Linked DNA regions of Xenopus tropicalis: region 1 is linked to region 2. A link is a contact called in public Hi-C data. All regions are on one chromosome and are shown on one strand. The core of a region is the stretch at or near the end of the contact, and the rest is flanking DNA. Distances in the headings are between cores, read along the strand shown.

Region 1 (5,071 bases), core at 1,599-4,098, 280 kb after region 2:
TGAAATGCTATATTTCCATCTGGCGCTGCCCTAGGCATTTCACCCCGTTGCCTGCTCTCTCTCTGATCCAGTTGGTGTGTGCAAACAGACTATTCTGCATGTGGAGACTGGAGAGGGCTACACCTGGTCTGGACTTGGACTCAAAATAGGCCCTGGCATTTCAAGTACATAGAGGCCCAACCAGCCCCCTGCCAGACCACTAAATAGTGACTGTCTATGGGATCTTACAGCAGCCCCTCTGGCATTTGCTACAATCCACAGTCCAAGCCGATCCTACAGCCTTTACTCAGCTCCGCCACCAGATTTTGCAGCAAGTATCCAGTAGATACATACTATAAAGGCATCTAAATGCTGCCTCCCCACCAAGCTGTTGCCAGTGGCATGGGCCCTCAGGTGTCTAAATAGAAAATAAAAAATAGAGCTCTTATTGAGTCCATAACTCCCAGTATTAACTATACAATTAATCATTTAAATGTAAAACTGAGCAGGATATTAAAAAAAAAAATCTTAATTAAAAGGAAAACCTAAAACAAGAGATCCTAAAGATTATTCTTTCTTTGAAAGTGGTTTCCTTCTGTGGCTCTTCCAACTGTCCCAGCGGAAATGAAAGACATAATTACTTGTTTTAAAGAACAAAGTAGCAGTTAATTTGAACTTTTGTTGCTTGAAGAAATCTTACAATCTTGGGGTGATCCAACGCATTCTAAAGGGAAAGAAAACCTAAGGGCTTGAACCCACAGGTGTATTGCAGGGTGCTGCTGCTGAACCACACTGACTTGCCCTGCTATTGGGAGACATTTTATAAAATGCAGTAGAGTAGAGATATGGCCCCATCCCAGCAAGGAAACTCATAGTGGCTAGTCTCTATAGGAGATTGTTACGCACAAAGTAAAGGGCAGATTTATTCTTTTTTTGTTTTTGTGTTTTGCGATCTTTAATCTCTTCCTGTGATCAAGTTTTTGGTATAGAAATATGTGAATCAAAGCCAAATGCAAAGAGTAATACATGAACGCAGGCACCCTGATTTACTAGGGGGGTATCAAAATATTTGTAACCCAAGTGAATCCAATTGCTCCTTTTAGGAAAAACCGCAATGACTCAGGGGAAATAGTAACTAAGCCCTGTTACCTTATTCCTAAGTATCCTCAGCTCATGTTTGCACTTGCATGGGAACATTACAATTTCAGATTTTACACTACTGTGCATGCAATTACTCGCTAGGGATGAAACTGGGCAAAATAGACTGTGTAAAATAAAAAAAAATTGTAATATAGTTAGTTAGGCAAAAATGTAATCTATAAAGCATGGCTAACATAATAGCCAGAACTCTACTTCCTGCTTTCAGCTCTCTAACCTCTTAGTTAGTTAGCAACTTTAGGGGGGGCCACATGGGACATAACTGTTCAGTTAGTTTGTGGGCACGCAGGTCAGATTCAAATGCAAACTAACTGAACAATTTTCTCCCATATGCCCCCCCCTCAAGTCACTGATTGGCTACTGACTGCCAACTGCTTAAAGAGGTGTAAAAGAGGAAGTAGAGTTCTGGCTATTATGTTAGACATCTGCCCACTCCAGCCTTTATAGATTACATTTTTGCCTAACTATATTAAAAACATTTTTTATTTTGCGCAGTCTATCTATTTTGCCCATTTTTCATTTTTACACTGAACTGCTCCTTTAAAGAGATACTGACACCAGAAATGAAACCTTTTTTTTACATAACATTGACTTTGCATGCTATTTAATGCTATTTATAATTAGCAGCAGGAGGCCGTTAGCATTAGAAGCTATAACTGACAGGCTGAGAAGGGACAGTCAGGTTGGCAAAACAATCAGGTTTAGGACAATTACTTACAAAGGGAGACCAGTGAAAAGGGGATCAGTGAAAATGACCAACATAACCTATAGGGACCTTTTAATGTACATTCATATTTTGAAGAGTAGTTTTTTTTTCTGCCTTGTAGTTTTGAGTTCAATGCCAGCCAGGGCACTATATGCAAGTAATTTGTATGTTCTCCCTGTATCCACATGGGTTTCCTCCCACACTCCAAAAACACACAGGAACGTTAATTGGCTTCTGACTATACTGACCATAGTGCGTGAATGTGGTAGCACTGCAGAAATGAGATGGCACTATATAAATAACAGGTAATAAATAAAAGGTGTACTTTTTTTTACCTGCTGGTCTAGTAACCCATAGCAACCAATCAGCAGGTAGTGTTAAAGGAGACATATAGGATAAATGGGAAAAACCCTAATTTTGTAGGCAATTATGAATAATATACGGTGCTGGTTTCCCTTTGGGCTAAACATTAATCCTATCTGTAAAAATGGCCCCTTTATTGGAGCTCCCTATAGATCCTATCACTTCTCTGTCCGAGTTTGAAATGGAGAGTGGGCATGTCCTAACGGTCCCTGCAAGAAGCACAGTAGGAGGGGGAGAGCCAATCACAGCCCTGCAGTCACACAAGCACAGACAGGCTTCAGTTCCCTATCAGGTCAGTCTAGCTGCTGATTGGTTCCTATCCTACAGTGCAGTGTACGGAGGGCCGACGGCTCCCCAGCTCATCCAGAGAATTCAGCCAGCAGGAAGTGGAACGGATGGGCGGGGCTAGTGGGGTTTTTGTGGAATTTCTCAATAAATCGGCAGGAAACACAACTTTTTTAGCACAATCCTTCTATATCTAGAGGAGTATAATTCCCTGGTACATTCTTAATTTTTATAGGATATGTCTCCTTTAATGGTCAGCTATTTGCAGTTTTTTTGTCCCAGAGGCATCAGTGCAGGCTCCGGCAGGTCACATAAAGTGCACAGTATAATAAGCAGGCAGCGGGGGCAGATGTGTCCCACATCAGGCTGAATGGGCAGGAAGGATTAACCTATTGATGCTTACTGGCACAGACAATGGTGACACGAAAACTGCATTTTGGCTAAAAGCTTTGAATCCTTCCACTTGAATGTCTTTGCAAAATGCAATGAGGAGACAACGACCTGCCCTTAACGCAGCACATTATCAGCCCTAGAGAGAGAAAACCCGTGTGATTTGGGTTTCAAACCACTATTGTAGGCAACACAGCAATGGAGCAATGCCTGTATGGGGGTGTCGGGGGCAACACTATTTACATCATCTGGAGTCAAAGAATTGCATGTTTGAAGAGCCTGTGTTACAGCTGGAGAAATCTGACATTGCCCTTTGGGGATATTGGTAGAGAGAGGGAATGTAACAATAATAACCTTAATGTGTTTCTTTGTTGGTGACTTCTGATAACGTTGTGTAAACCGTGGCTACAAAGCCTCCGCACACAAGATCCCTGTGATAGTGTGTTTGCCTGTGCGTGTGTGTCAGTGGGTGTCATCTCATTGCGTATACCTGTGACATTTGCATCACAACATGAAGCCAGAAAAGCCGTCTGTATAGAAACTGGGAAGCGGCTGTGTGGGAAAAAAGCAATGTTTGCTGATACTGTTGCCGTGTATTTAAGTCAGATTTGGAACCCACCGCTGTTTGGCCAATCTGGATTCCTGCACACGTCACGTTATGCTTTCTCAGCTGCTGTGGTTACTTTATATGTGACAAGAAAATAAATACATAAAGATCTTTTGATATCAGTGCCAAATGTGGCTGGAACTGCCTCCTGGAAGGATAAATGATAGAGATAAAGGCAAACTAAACCCACATCAGGGCTCATTGGCCTGGGGCGTGTGTAATTGCAGGTGTAGCAGTCCCAGGGTTTGGAATCATTATTACTGTAGGTCAGTGCTGTCCAGCTTATTACATGTTGTGGGCTGATAGTTTTATGTACAGCGTGTTTGAGGGTCAGATTCCATTAAAATGAGAATGTCATACAGTGGATTCTGAAGCCTTTGGGCAGTGTAGGTGGCCTAGAGGCCTCCAGTTGGGCAGCCCTGATGTAGGTAAAAGCACCTTTGGCAACTGGGTACATGGTGCCACTTGGCAGTCCCCATTCTAAAAATATAACCTGCAACTTGCACCCAATTTGTGATGGGGGAGTTGGCCTAAGTGATTAGCCTTTCATGTAGAATCCCATGCTAGGACCCCTGGTTTGAGTCCCTGTGGCAACTCCTTGTGACCCTGGACAAGCCACTTAATCTCCTGGTGTCCCAGCATACTTAGTGTGCCTATGCTTGCTGTAAAGCGCTTTGAGTCCCAGGAGAAAATTGTTAAATAAATAATAGTCTTTCATGTGCAGCTCTATTCATTTTGATGTATTGGGCATCCCCACACAGCTGCAGGGTCAGACTGGAGCAGTGGGACCGACCCAGGCCTGCTCCCTTCCAGGAACTTAGGTGAAAATCAGGTTTAGGCATCTTCACCACAATAATGTTCAGGAAATGCAGCATCCTGGCCACACAAAAATGTTGCCCAGTGGTCCAAGTAATAACAGGGAGAGTAGGTAGCCCCAGACTGGGATTCAAAACAGGCCCTGGCATTTCAAGTACACAGAGGCCTAAACAGCCCCCGACAAGCCCACTAAATAGTCACTGTCTATGGCATCTTACAGAAGCCCCTCTGGCATTAGCCAAAATTCACAGATTGCCAGTCCTGGCCCGACAGTAGGAAACCCTAACAAAGGAGGCATTGCATTAATAGCCTTCAATATTTTTCAGTGATCCATCCAAAGATGATACAGAATTGAATATCCCCCTGAAGAGTTCAATTCACTCAGGAACCAGGACATAAGGCAGCAAGCTATCTAAACCTTCTAATGTTTTCATTACTCAGAGGTAGAGCTGCCACCTCTAGGTGGGGACTAGGCTGGTGGGGATCAGCAGGTACTGATACCCGATGCTTATTCCCTTCATCTAGCTCCTGTTTGTTACACAATATCCTGTAGTGCTTACTCCATATAGCACTGTTCCTGCTTCTATCCTACGGAGGTCCCAGGTCCCTTTGATGGGTGCAATTGTTGCTCAAATCTCTTTGAGAATCCATTCTCCCATGTAGCAGATGCCTCAGGAATTCTAAACACAGGTGAATTCCATGCATGGCTAGTAGCGGCACGCAGCAGAGGATGAAATGGATCCATGAACATGAGAGCATCATTACAT
Region 2 (5,198 bases), core at 1,198-3,697:
ACCCGTTATATGGAATGCTCGGGACCAAGGGTATTCCGGATAAGAAGTCTTTCGGTAATTTGGATCTCCATACCTTAAGTCTAATAAAAAAATCAATAAACCATTAATTAAACCCAATAGGATTGTTTTGCATCCAATAAGAATTATTTATATCTTAATTGGGATCAATTACAAGGTACTGTTTTATTACTTAAGAGAAAAAGGAAATCCGTTTTAAAACTCTGAATTATTTGATTAAAATGGAGTCTGTGGGAGATAGGCTTTTCCTAATTCGGAGCTTTCTGGATAACGGCTTTCTGGATAAGGGATCCCATACCTGTATTACTGAGGGGCTGGCATAAAAATAGGGGATGTGAATAAGGTGATACAGGAATGCTAAGTCTAACAAATAGACTGTTTTCTGTGGAAGAACTTAGGGCTCATTTACAAAGTGCAGAAAAGTGTCCAGTTGCTGCAGGTTTTTGCATTCGGCAGTGCTGTACTGATAATGGGCAGGCAGGGTGAGAGATATAGGCATTCAGCCTCCAACCCCCTACCCAGCCACGCATTATTTAGAAGATAGGGGTCACTACAGGGCACAATGGGTGCTAATGATAGGGCCACCTTGACTGCTTTCTGAGCCTAGAATATAGGGCCATAAAAAATAACCATTTTAGTCTTGAGAGACCCCAGAAATAGACTACTAAGGGGGTGCAACTGCATCTAAGGTCTGGCTGTGCTCTGCATCATTGCTCCCTAGTTTGCAGGTGTGAATGATGGTCAGAGATCAAAGTTGTTTCATTTCCTTCCATACTTTATTTGCCCTTTAAAGTTTCTGAAAACATTTTTATTAATGATGAAGATGTGAGCAGTTTAACATGGCTATTGCTAGAACAGTAAATGTGTGCTCTAGATCACAATCCCTAGGCTGAAGAGCACTGTAAGGTAGAGAGCAGTGAAAGCAGTGCAATAAGGTCATTTGCCCCAGCCCCGAGCAAAACAAAATATGGTGCCCCTTCCTTTAGAACAACAACCTGGAATCCCCCCATAACCATACACAAGAGTCATGGGCGCAGTCAAGAGGAATGAAGCAGGAATCATGGGTTGTTACAGGGCTTTCCATACCCCCCAGAGCCTACCTCAGTGGCAGGATCTGCTGCATTGTAGTTACACCTTTGGCAGCAAGTGACAGCACCGCTGTTCCGCACCTCCTCCTCCTCCTCTAGAACATGTGTAGTAACAAGGAAATTCCGATCAAATATGTAATGTAAATGCAAACCAAAGCAAAAGAAAATTGTCTTGGGCATGTCAAGTGGAGCCGTGGCCTTTATTCTTTTTTATTCCACTTGTGAATTCATTAAAATCATTAATGATGGAACACAGGCAAATTAAGGAATATAAAGTAACAGAGGGAAAAAGCGACAAGACAAGAGGTCGGCTTCTAACACTGGAGGGCAGGCGGGAGACAGAGGGGGACCAGCTTCCCTGCGGAGTCGGCACCGGCAAATGTACGAGGAGAGAGGACCAAGCATTTGGATAGAGATGAATAAGGATGTCTTGAATATAAAGTGATCTGAGGACCTGTTAGAGGGACAGAGACAGAGAAAAGGGCAGAGAGGGCAAGAAGTACTTATCTGCTGTCTTATCCTCTTATCAAAAGCTCTCCCTCACAATCTGTAGCTTTCCTGCATTCAATAAATGCCCATGAACTGGCATGTTGTGAAAGAGCAATGTTTATTTTTTATATTTTTATTTTTTTTTGCTGCCAAAGACCAAAGTATTAAAGTCACTTTGCCCACTCTGATTCCCAAATCCCAAAAGCCACATATATATAAGCCCAGATCATTTGGGCCCCTACTGAGCCTTTCTTACTGCTGGCTACCCAACTGGCAGACCCTTTCCCTTGTCAAAAAAGGGTGTGAATGAATTAATCATCAGTGCTGGGGTTTATTGCACTACAATAAGTAGCCGCTGGCTCAATTACTGAGATGAAGCTGCCCCATAAGTTCATCAAACATGGAAGCAAACTTTTAACAGATACATGGGCATTTAAAGAGTTTAAGTAGTAACTTTGGGTATTTGTGCTATTGTTCAGTATTCTTTTCTCCTTTAACAAAGTGCAGGGGCTAATGATAGCCTCATAAGCAAACGATCTTTGCCGCCAATTGACAATGGTGTCTGTCTACGTAGTTACAGAACATCAAAGAGGGTAGCACCAATGCCTCTTGCTCTTTCAGCCTGAATCTTTTACAGTTGGGTCCACTTCAGTGGTTTGCCTCTTGTTTAGAAGGATTACTCGCTCAGGCTTTAAGCAGAGTATCACTAGGTTTCCTTGATGCACTGTGACTGCTGGATAAGAAGTCCATTAAAGGGTAAGCCTTCCATTGGCTCATATTATTCTAGGCTCTCTTCTTTCTCTGCACACATGGAGGCGTCTGAACAAGTCAGAAAATTCCATTTGCATTCCAGTCATGGAGGAGGTCAGGCCCCAACAAAGCAAAAGACTTAATCCAGGGCACAGGAGGTGGGACACATGCCATCGGGTGGGGGAGAGATTTCCCCACGTCAACCCTATCCTTACAATAGAATTATAGAATATATTGAAAAGCCTGGCACATGTGGGGGCAACAGACTGTTGGCATGTAAGGGGGAAGGGAAAGTAATGACACAAGATTCAAAGCTCCCCCGACACTGTGCATCTAGCAAGGGATATAAGTGGAAATGACAGATCAATGTCTCCAACCTTCTTGTGTTGAGTGAGAAATGAAATGGAAAGGAATTGCGAACAATTTGTTATCTGAGCATGTGAGTTCTCTACATAAACACAACGTTCTCGTTCTACTCTGCTACTGTCTTTTGTTCACTGGGAATTAACACAGAGGTGGCTATTAAATAGGAATGACTTGGCGATTGTTTTTCTTTGTGTATAAGCAGCAGAGGGAGCGCCCATGGTGGCTTCCAGAAACCCACTTTAGTAGCCAGGCCAAACACACTGAAGAGAAAATAACACCTGAAAATAAAACTGGGCACAGGTATTTATATGCCATAAAATGCCAGGCAGTACAGGCAAAGAGCGCTAACTTAGCAATACTTGGTAGGATGCATTATGAGAACTGATAATTACTATGGTACTAAGGGAACAATATTTGGAGCTGATTTACTAACATGGGTGCAGCCAATAAGATTTTTGATACCATTTTCAGTTGTTGGTTGGTTGCTATAAGAAACTGTGCTGATGCAACTGGGTACCTATGCTAGTAAATTATCCCAGTTATTATTATCAGGCCCGGATTTGTGGAAAGGCCACAAAGGCCTGGGCCTAGGGCGGCACAAATTTGTGGGCGGCATGTCGCCCAGCCGCACCAAAATGTTAAAATTTTTCTCCCATACGGAGCAATGGGGACCTCTACCCCACTGCTCCGTATGCGAGTGTAAAGACCCACACACGCACGCGCTGGGGGGCAATGGACGGGGGGGCGGCCTCGGGGTACCCGGATTATAAATCTGGAGCTGATTATTATCATTTATATATAGCTCTACACCTTAACTGTTAGTTAAGGATTGCTTTATGCATATCCAGTCATATACACACTAGGGTCAGGACACTAACTTTATTAACCTAGCAGTGCCAGTGGTATTAAGTGGCCATACACAGGCAGATTTTAGCTGCCCTGAGGGGATCATTTAAAAAGACTGGGCAAATTTGCACCTGGACAGTTACCCATGGCAACCAGGCAGATGATAGCTTTCAGTGTTTAACCTGCAGCTGCTGGAAAAATCTAACCACTGATTGGTTTTGATAGGTTAATGCCCAGGTTCAGAGTCAAGGTGGCAGCTTATCTGCTTGTGTATAGGCCACTTTGATGGACCTACCTGACCGATATTTGGCAGAAAATCGAGTAGATAATAATAGTAATAAGTAATAGTAATACAGGTTTAAAAAACCTATTGGGCAATAATGACTTGTATTCCCATTAGTCCTACAGCCAAACTACAGCCCAGTAACACCCACCTCAAGGTGGGAATATTGTGGAAAGATCCACTCGCTTAGTGACCTGACCAAATTCAGCTTTACTTCGTATTTGCAGACAGATAGCAACAAGAAATTCTCTGCACTGACCCATTATCAAGATATATATATATATATATATATATATATATATATATATATATATATATAAGTATATTGCAATATATGGACAAACAATCCCTGTTTTGTTTAAAGGGGAGAGCATTTCTTAGTAGCTTAATGCACAGAATGTCTTAATGTCCTATATATATTGATAATGGGTGAGTGCAGAGGGGCTCTTGTTGCTGTCTGTATGAATTCTGTGGTCACAGCCTCATTGCACTCCTGCCTAATTAAAATTTAGCAATGAGCACAACTTGTTTGTTCATATTTGCTGACCTCCAACTAAAGGAGATGCAGTAAGGACCCACAGCCCCCTGCATGCAGAATACTGTTGTAACCTATTTGGCTATAATATGGCCAAACCCAGGCTAGTGAGCATGTGTTACATGCGACCTTAATGCACAGGAGTGGGCCTCCGCTATATGGGAGGTATTAATGGAGCTGAGGGTGTAGTTGAACTACAACTAGCTTGTGTGTTGCAGATAGAATAATGGATGCCAGAAAGGTTCTTGCTGATGAACTATAGTACAAGTTTATTGGACAAGGCACAACTTAATAGTGCAGCAGGGTATATACTCACAGACACAGCAGTATATGAATTGGTCACAATGAATAGCAGCAGATGTGACACTTAGGAACAGAATATCCCACTTGGAGGATGCACAGAGGATTAGCTGATACCCGAGATATAGACCTTTCAGAAGGGAGTGTTCCGGCCGACTGTGGTCCAGGGGAGAGCTCCTAACACTGGTACCTGGCGTCTAATAAAACCGGTCCCTAAAGAACGACAACAGAGCCAGGTGGACTAAACCCTTTTACAACTCCTGGTTGGGGCTATTAACTGCCCTTGCTAAATAGACTAACTGTACTCACCACTTCTAGAGGGTGCTATTATATAAAACTGACTGTGCTGGCTTTACCTCGTTCACGGGACCCTGTCCCCGACTTAGATAAAGATGGTTCTCTTTACTGGGGCCTTATGCCTCCAGGCTCAATGACGTGAAGCCTGAGACAACAGCAGCCAGAGAGGAAGACAATTCCTTGTGCAAGACACTATGTCTGCCAAGGGGAGTGGTCAACCTGGGCT

What was found. A called contact is a pair of places that touch in the nucleus more often than the background predicts.
Region 1: a contact with region 2 is called in a Hi-C map of neurula embryo, with 2.1 times the contacts expected there. The contact joins two enhancer-like sites. A contact is called at or near these places in 4 of 5 Hi-C or Micro-C datasets (brain, gastrula embryo, neurula embryo and 1 more).

The regions. Positions count from the first base shown.
Region 1 is chr4:125,781,438-125,786,508 of UCB_Xtro_10.0, forward strand. No RefSeq gene overlaps it. Among named protein-coding and RNA genes, the nearest start is that of usp4, 18 kb to the right of the region's middle. Within about 2 kb of position 2,849, at least 4 of the 11 cell types and tissues checked have an H3K27ac peak or open chromatin away from gene starts, as enhancers often do. A contact at or near this core is called in neurula embryo, where this site is marked.
Region 2 is chr4:125,497,509-125,502,706 of UCB_Xtro_10.0, forward strand. No RefSeq gene overlaps it. Among named protein-coding and RNA genes, the nearest start is that of bsn, 180 kb to the left of the region's middle. Within about 2 kb of position 2,448, at least 2 of the 11 cell types and tissues checked have an H3K27ac peak or open chromatin away from gene starts, as enhancers often do. A contact at or near this core is called in neurula embryo, where this site is marked.